2 separate regions of the Rattus norvegicus genome follow, and region 1 is linked to region 2. A link is a contact called in public Hi-C data. All regions are on one chromosome and are shown on one strand. Each heading gives the region's core, a stretch centred on a gene start, on an enhancer-like site or on the middle of the called end of the contact. The rest is flanking DNA. Distances are from core to core; before and after follow the strand shown.

Region 1 (4,181 bases), core at 89-2,588, 230 kb after region 2:
GCCTCCTGAGATGTTTCCCGAGCCTGACCGTAGCCAGACCCTTCACCAAGCCACATTCTCCAAACAGGAGATGCCCCCTCCTCAGACCTCAGGACCCAGACAGACCCAGTACTTTGAAGTACCTTAACATGTAATGTATGTTAGCATGGTAAAGGGTGGCAGAAATCCTGAGTGGTGCAATACATTGAACTTTGTTTAATGGGGCGCTTCCTGAGCCTAACTGACCCTGGGTCACTCGCTCAGTGCATGGGATGCCGGTTTTCTCTCCGAGCGACATTCTACCGACCTTCCCGCCAAGGAAAATTTTCATCTATGGGTATTAGCAACACAAGCCATTTTTAGCCCAGGCTGAACTTGGGAACAATCGTCATTTGCTAACCCGCTTTTCCAGGGTCTTTATGTCCGTGCCCACTGTAGCCTTGTTAAAACCAACCCCCTGTCCCTTCCTCTCTTCCGTGCCTGTTTTATACTGACGGACCTTGAATCAGATCTGGGCAGCATATGTGTTTTGTTTGGCTGGCACAGAAGCTGATAGTTTCTTCATGTCTTTTACTGAAGACTGAGCGCTGCCACACAGCCAGCCTCTCCCCACAACCTGCCCTCCCTCATCTCCCAGACCCACAGCACCCTCTTACTGCTGGCAGTGGCCACCCAGGATTTAAATCCTCTCGGGAAGATGATTTTCTAATCTGACCGTGAACATTGGTCTGCAAATGGATTTGCTCAGACAGGAAGTCATGCTGGTCTGTGACCTGCATGCCCGAGGACCACTCTCTGAGCTTGGTGCTCTACAATTTACAAAGTCCCTTCCCCGCTGTTTTCTCCTCGGACCCAAGTGTCCAACTAGGAAATGAACAAGACCAGAACACTAGAGTAGATCCCCACTTGAAGATCCCCAGGTCACTCAGCTTGCTAGCACCTGGTGCCAATAGGTGCCAAGTCAGGCTGCAAGAGAGTTGTCGAGAGGCCTACAGGACAAAGGGACAAAGGGACTGGAGCAGCAAACAAATGAACCCGTAGAACAGAAAGTAACCTCCATATTGGGGGGGATGGGTTAAGGGTGGCAAAGGCTCGCAATCTCCTTGGGCCTTCCTCAGCTTGAAGACTCCACATTATGGCTCTGTGGACACAGGACGTCCAGCCATGCTGTGTTCTGGGCTCCCATAGTGGTCCTAAGAAGGGCAGGAGGGGAGCAAAGATGCCACTTCCTGGAACAAGGCTTCTCTCCCCGGATTCTCTGTGTTGTCACCGCCTGCGGAGTGGGCTGGGACAGACTGCAGGTTGTGAGCAGGGAGGGCGGAGGGAGCCGGCCATATGGAGCCGGATGACAGAATTTGGCAGTGGGAGCTCCACAGATGGGCCTGCTTATGTCCAGACACAACCGGAGGCCAAGGCCTGAATCATCTCTCTAGCAATTTCTTGTTTCCAAACACGTCTTTTGAAGAATGTGGGGATTCTCGGAGCAGATATCAGAACCCCTGCTGGGAGTAGAGACAGACAGCAGAAAATAGTGTTGTTTCCGTACAGGGGTGATGGAAAATGAAGGGACCAGACTGCTCGCCGAAATGGGGTGGGGTCACTTAGACGGCGAGAATGCCTGGTGGCTTACACATTACCCAGAGAGTCCAGGTCAAAGGCATTACTGTATTTTTCAGGGATTCTCTGAGGATTCTCAGCACAGTAGCCAGTCCAGGATACACAACAGGGATCCTGGAGCAGATGACTTACCTGTTAGTGAAGGCTGAGTCCTGCATGAGGAAGATCAGATGAGGTAGTCTCCTGCCTCCAATGACCCTCTCCACCAAGAGTTAAGATTCTAGAGGGCCCCTGCCCAGTTCCTTGGCACGGCCTTCCAGTAGTTTCCTAGGATCCTGAGGAAGGTGGCAGGACCCTTCTGACTTCAGTATGAAGTCAAAGCCGTTCTGCCTGCCATTCAAGGCCCCACCGGGATCTTTTAACTTCTTGAAATGGGATTTCATGGATTCCAGGATGGGCTACGTGGCCAAGAGTGGTCTGAGCTTCTGGTCTTCCTGTATCTACCTCCCAAGCGCTTAGATTTACAGGTACAACCCCACCACACCCATTGCTGTAGTGCTGAGGACTAGGACAGAGCTTCACACAGGCTCGACCAACTGAGCCACACCTCCACCCTCCAGCCTGTCTTCAGTTCTTATGCCCACCTCCCATGTGTCACTAACCCTGAGCTCTAATTGGCTATACTGCCCCCTGAGTAATCCAGCCTGTCCGGTGTGAGGCTCCCAAGTGGCCCCTAGCCTCCGCTCACCATGGCTCTTGAGTTCTGCTCTGTGTGTCTTCCAGTGCACCCGTCCTGTCGCCTCGTCTGCATATCTGCCCCGTGAGGATGCACATCCCTAGCCCATGCTTCTTCTCAATGCCGGAAAGAATGCCCTTACGTGTGTGCTCCACGTACAGGCTGGCTGGGAGTTCCCAGATATCACGTGGTAGGGTTCATCTCATTATAAACTGAGGCCGGAGAAGAAGAGGAAGGAGATGGGGACCCGCTTCCACATCTGGCTAGTGCGGCAGAGACTGAGGCCAGGCACCTGGCTCCAGGCCCTGCGTTCTTTCCACCGTGCCCTGGCTTTCCCTAAACAGTCACTCTGTCTGTCCATCTCCTCAGAAACATGCTGAGACAGAAGTTCACTGGATGCTCTTCTGGTCCTCAATGGTCCCACTGATAGATGAGGAACCTGAGGATAGAGAGGTTCTTTGGTTTCTCCAAGGCCATCCAAACCAGGTTCTCCTCAGCCCATCTCTGGAATAACTGAAGCCACAAAACACACCCCATGTACTTAGCATAGTACACATTGGGTAGCTCTTTCCCTCAGCCTTAGTGTCTCCTTTGCTCAATGCTCTGGGCTGAGTATAATCAGCCCGTTTATTCAGACGGCAACATGGAGATTCCCAGCAAGCAACTGACTGGCTCCAGTCAGCAGGTGTATGAGTTACGATTGCTGTGTAACAAATGACCCCCCACCCCCACCCCCACGCCCTAAACCTGGAGGCTCATAATGGTATGTATTTCTGATGGTCTAGTTTCTGTTCCAAGGACTCGGCGTAACTTGGCTGTGCCTTCTGCTACAACATCTCTTCAGCCGGGGTGTGTACTGGGGCCCTGTGGTCCCACCTGAAAGCTCAAAGGATCAGCTGCCTGTCTCATCCTCTTGACTATAAGCAATGTCCAAGTCCATGGGCCTAAACTCTTCACCGATTGACCAAATGACCTCTGGTTTCCTTGCCATGTGGGTGTCTCCAGTTTGACAGCTTGCCACAGTGGTGTGTGAACAAGACACCGTAAGAGAGAGAGAGAAGGCTAGCAAGAAAGTCAGTCTTTGTAACCCTGGAAGTGGTGCAGGTCTCATTTCCAGTAGGGTATCAATTAGAAACAAGTCACAAGGTTACCCACCTTTAGATACCTTCGGTCTAGGGAAGAGGTCTTCCTACAGCATGGCTCCCCGAAGGGGGACAATTGCCTGACCATAGTAGGGAGCTGACCCAGCTGGTGTGTACAGATCTGACCTTTCCCTACCAGTTTGAATGTTCCACGGGCTGCTGAGGCAGGAGGCAATCAGCCCCCCCCCCTTCCTGTGTTCTAGAAAGGCTCTCAGGAAGAGAGATGGCCCCGTTTTAATTACAGTGCTGGCCCCAGGGAGGACCCAGCTCATCTTTGGATAGTCTTCCCTCAACCCGGTGCTGCCAGTCTTGACTTTAAATCAAACTGCTCTCCTGTTCAAGGGCTCTGGGCCCCAGGCAGAAACAGGATTTATGAATGGGTGACCAAGAAATGTAATATCAGGGATCGGGACCCAGACAGCAATGTAAACCAGGAAGTCCTAGCAAGACAGCTCCCCCACCCCACCCCTGTGACCTCTCACGCACAGCCTCCGCCTTTATGAAAATCTTCCATCATCGTCCTTTCTGCCCACTGCTTTGTCCCTCCTGGCTGCCTGCACCTCAGGCCCCACCCTCACAGAGTCCGGGCCACCTATACTTTCTACAGCTGCGTTCTCTGCCCCCGTCTATGTTGTCCCTTCTCCTGTCCCCAGTCCTCCTGACCTCCACTCTGCATTGGCCACCCTCCTGTCTGCATAACTGCAATGTCATTTCCCCAAGCCTCTGTGGTCAAGCTTTACCCGGGATCCCTTCCTTCACTTGCTGTG
Region 2 (4,365 bases), core at 1,155-3,654:
CCGTTACAGGGGACACACTAAGCTCCTTCAGGCTGCGCACACCATCCATCCTGGGTGGGCGACGCAGAATGACCCCAGGGAGAAGACCAGTCAGAAGACTTTCTCTGGAAGGCATCCTCCTCACCTCTCTCTCCCCCACCTCTCCCATAAAATAAAAAGAGCCCTTGCCAAGCACCCGCTGTGACAGGCAGAAAATGTCTCCCTGCTAGGATATCCAATCTCTATCAGTCCAGGCAAAAGTTTGAGCTCCCAAGGAGGGTGTGGGGGGAGAACACAGGCAGAGCAAAGGGGCCTGACAGCCAGGCAACCCTGCTCTAAAGCTCTCTCTCTCACACACACACACTGGGCCTCAGATTTAATCAAAACACTGCCTCCAAAAGAAATAGGCAGAACAAGTATTTTTATGGGGGAAGGGATGCTAACTCCAGAGTGTGAAGGGAAGGAAGAGTAGAGGGGCCTGGCTGTAATTAACTCCCTTGTTATGAAGCAGGGAACAAGATGGTCTGGTAGATTGAGCAGGGGACTGTCACAAGGCTCCTTCTCTCCTGAAACAGTACTACAGGGATGGAATCAGGAAAGAAGTCTCTTAAGCAGACCGCCTGCGGAGCTGGGAGAGAGGGTAAATAGTCAGATGGCTAAGTTCTCTGGGAAGATGAACCTTTACACCGGAAAAGCCTGCGTGGGGGTTCCCAATACAAAAGGCCGCTTGGCTTCGGAAACCTGGCACGCAGAGTGGGACGTTTAGAAGCATTTACATACACACGGTCAGGGACTTCCAGTAAGGAAAACTATAACCCAGAGATTACCTTTCCGACTCTGGACTTCAATTCCCATCTGCATGTGGGAGGGGGGACCATTACTGGAACCCGGGGTAAACAAAAGTAAATGCTCTTTTAGGCCAGCCGCTGCTGACTTTACTAGGGGAGCTGGAAGGGCTGGCTGGGTATGTCTTCTGGGTAAAATTAGGCGGGGTGCTCTCGCTCTGGCTCTGGGATCCGTAAGGGTGCGTTTGGGGAGCAGAAACCAAAGAGACGGAGTCTAATTAACCATCTGGCAGAATGAGCGCTGTAGCCTAGACCCCAGGATGCCAGAGCAAAGTTGGTGGAAGGGATGGGAAACGTGGCGGTGCCTCAGTTTCCCATGCGCACCAGTAGCTTTGGATCTTACCTTGTCTTTCTGACCAGCTCCGGTCTCCTCGGCGGCGCACTTGTTGAGCAATTTTTTGCCTCCGCAGGTCGTCGGGCTCCAGGTGCGGCCGCCAGAGCACACGCCTCCCGGAGGGTCCCCCGCAGCGCCCGCGCTCTCCACTTTGATGAGTCGGTGCTTAGGGGAGATGTAGCGCACCTCCGCCGGCGTGGCCGGCCGCCGCTCGCTGCTGCTCCGGTAGAGGTGCGGGGAGCCGGATGATGAGGATGAGGACGCGGCGGCGCCCGCTCCCGCCGCCGCACAGCAGCAGCCCGCAGCGCCTGCCGCCGCCGTGAAGGCGCGCTGGCCCCCGCCGGGGTCCCCGCCGCCGCCGCAGTAGTCCAGGCGGCACATGGCGCGCAGTTTGCGCAGCGACGAGCCCGGCCCGTTGTACGGGTCCTCGAAGTCGCGCTCCTTCTGCGCGCGGTAGGCGCGGATGAGGTCACTCGTGCTGCCGCTGTCGTCGGGCAAAGAGCCCGACGAGGCGGAGAAGCAGGCGGCGGCCGACCCACAGGACGCCGAGGACGCAGAGCAGGCCTGCGGCACGGCCTGCGGGGGCTGCTCGCGCCGCTCACCCCGGCGCCGCTGCTCGCGGTAGTCCGGCCTCGGCGGCTGCGGTGGACTCTTGGTCTTGCTGTTGCCTAAGCTGAAGTACTTGTTCAGCCACTTGGCCATGGCGAAGGGCCGCCTAGGGCCGCGGCGCGCGAGCCCCGTCCGCCGCCGCGGCCATTCGGGGGACAACACTGCCGCCCAGTCCCGCAGCGCCTCTGCCCCGGTGGGGGGCGTGCGGGGCACCGGTCGCCAAGTTCAAGTTCTCGCAGCCGCCGCCTCCTGCCGGCCGCCGCCCGGCTCTGGCCGCTGTTGCACAGCCCTCCGCCCCTGCTGCGCGCCGGCCGAGCTTCGGATCTCGCGCCCCTCACAGACGAGTCTCATAGGGCCCGGGGGCCGCCTAGAGCGGAAGGCCGGGCGCCCCCCGCCGTGCACACCCGCACCCAGCGCCCCCACCCTCGCGGAGCGCGCCCCTGCCCCGTGCGAGCCTCCGCCAGCTGCGGGCTTCTCGAGTGCACTGGGGCGAGCCCGGCCCCACCGCGGGTCAGAAAGCAAGAGAGCGAATGAGAGAGGCGGCCGGCGCCTGGCGGAGCCCGCGAGCCCTTGCCCGTCCCGGCGGCGCCTGGCGCTGCCGCTGCCTCTGCCGCCGCCTCCCGAGCCGCCGCGTGTGTGACACTCCGCCGCCAGAACCCGCCCTGCGCCGCGGTCCTGCCCCTTCCCGCAGGCCCCACCCCTCCACCAATGCCCCGCCTCCTCCTAGACCCCGCCTCCCGCGTGCGGTCAGGAACCTCCCCCCTGCTGCACGAGCCACCTCCTGCGGCCGCCTGGGCGCCAGCCCCTGGGTCGTGCCCGAGGGCGTCCTCGTCCTGCTGCTTGGCAGGCCCGGCCTCCCTCCAGCTGAGACTGCGGCTCCTGGAGGCCCGAACAGTCAGCACAGTCAGTCCTTGGGGGCCCGCGCGCCGTGCACTCTAGGAATGGATGCCCACCTTCGAGGTGATAGGCGGGCAGGACTAACGCACGACCTCTAGTTGACCGAGAGGACTGTGCAGGGGAGATACCCTTATTGAGAGAGTGCCTGTCTCTCTTCTCTTTAAAGGGACAGAGACTCCGGTTCAGCTTATCCGGTGCCGCGTCTTCGAATAATTCTTTATGCTAATGAGTGTATTAGCAATCCAGATGACGGATGCGGACGCGATAGGTGGCTGGGACCAGGCGGGGCACCAATCCGGGAGCAAGGCTAAGGGGAGGTCGGAATGTTTGCTTACCTTTTCACCTTGTAGGAAGTGGGGCTTTAACCCTGTTCACTGCCAACTTAGTGGAACCAGCTATGTAAACATTTAACGCTTAAGGTTACCGGAGCTGGCGAGGCTCTATTTAATCCAGAGACAGTTTTACAGATGGAGAAACTGAGGCCCCGAGGTAAATTACATGAATAGACTTGGATACCCCCCTGTGATCTGGTGGCACTATAATGATGTACCTAAGACAATGTAGTTACTATTCCAAACGAGAAGAAACCCAGGCCAAAGAGGAGTGGCTTTCCTATGAATCTGCTCTCAGGGGGGTAGTGTGAGCCTTGTCAAGACCAAAATATTGCCTGAAAATGAGGTACTTGCCTTTTAGACCTAAGTTCTGTTTGGAACTTCTATTGGGCAACCCTCCCCCCTAACAACCCGCCACCGCCCGCTTTGAGTACCTCCTTTTGAGTACCTGGGAGCTGAACCATTCCTTTAGAATGCTGATTTGCGTAAAAAAGAGCACTGTGACCGTAATTTCACCTGTCACCTGTACATTATATATGAGTTTGGCACACTGGTTTTCCTGTGTCCTATAGGAGCAGTAACCTATTGAAATAGACAGTAAGTCCAGGAATCTGCTAGAGCTGGAGGTCAGGCTCTCATCCTGAGACTTCGGGACCTGGTGAGCCACAATGTACTTCTTCCAAGCTCCCCCTGGGGCCTACCAGGCTCAGGCCCCAGCAAGACTACACTGGAGAAAAACAGACCCAGGACTCTGAAGGCTCTGCTCTACCTACTCAGCCACGCACAGTCAGACTCCTTGCCTCTTGTGTTCCCTAAGGCCCCTTGAATGTTCCAAACCCCACTGTTAGCCCACACCCCAACAATCTCAGATAACAACATCACCACTTACTTCTACCCGAGACCTATTCATTTAGCATCCCTAGGAAACAGTCTTAAACTCTGCACACATGACAAAGCTGAACCTTTGGTGTCTGGAACACAGGGAGAGGCCCCAGAAGTCGATGCTAAGATGTTTATTTTGGGTATCCCTAGACTTAAATGTCTCAAATTACCCTTTAAATCCTCACTCTGCTGTACAAGCACTTAATCATCCTGCAGGGAGGGAGGCCCCAATTAAGAAAAAGAAAAAACCTGAAAGGCCAGGACATCCTTGTTTCAAGCCCCACCTCCAACCGGCTCCCTCCCTTCAGATTCTAGGCTCAGGAAGGAAAGGAGGCCAGATCCTGGCAGTAAGCCAGGCCACCTGGGCCAAGAACGCTGTCCCTAGGATCTGGAGGCCTGTTCCCCGTTCCCCACATGTGTGCTGCACATGGAAACATTATCTCGCTTTTCTGAAGGTTTATGAAGAGAAGTTGTGTTTCACAACTTA

What was found. Hi-C and Micro-C count contacts between places; a contact is called where the count stands out from the background.
Region 1: a contact with region 2 is called in a Hi-C map of prefrontal cortex, with 2.1 times the contacts expected there. The contact joins the enhancer-like site here to the promoter of Shb in region 2. A contact is called at or near these places in 3 of 12 Hi-C or Micro-C datasets (the A7r5 cell line, Schwann cells and prefrontal cortex).

Annotation. Positions count from the first base shown.
Region 1 is chr5:64,813,458-64,817,638 of GRCr8, forward strand. LOC134478962 (a long non-coding RNA gene) reads right to left here. Exons shown (of 5, transcript XR_010051790.1): 3 at 2,285-2,711; 4 at 1,729-1,871; 5 at 1,018-1,478. Among named protein-coding and RNA genes, the nearest start is that of Aldh1b1, 43 kb to the right of the region's middle. Within about 2 kb of position 1,339, at least 6 of the 93 cell types and tissues checked have an H3K27ac peak or open chromatin away from gene starts, as enhancers often do. A contact at or near this core is called in prefrontal cortex, where this site is marked.
Region 2 is chr5:64,578,668-64,583,032 of GRCr8, forward strand. It overlaps Shb (SH2 domain containing adaptor protein B), which reads right to left and starts at 2,405. Exons shown (of 6, transcript NM_001427398.1): 1 at 1,168-2,405. The coding sequence starts at 1,860.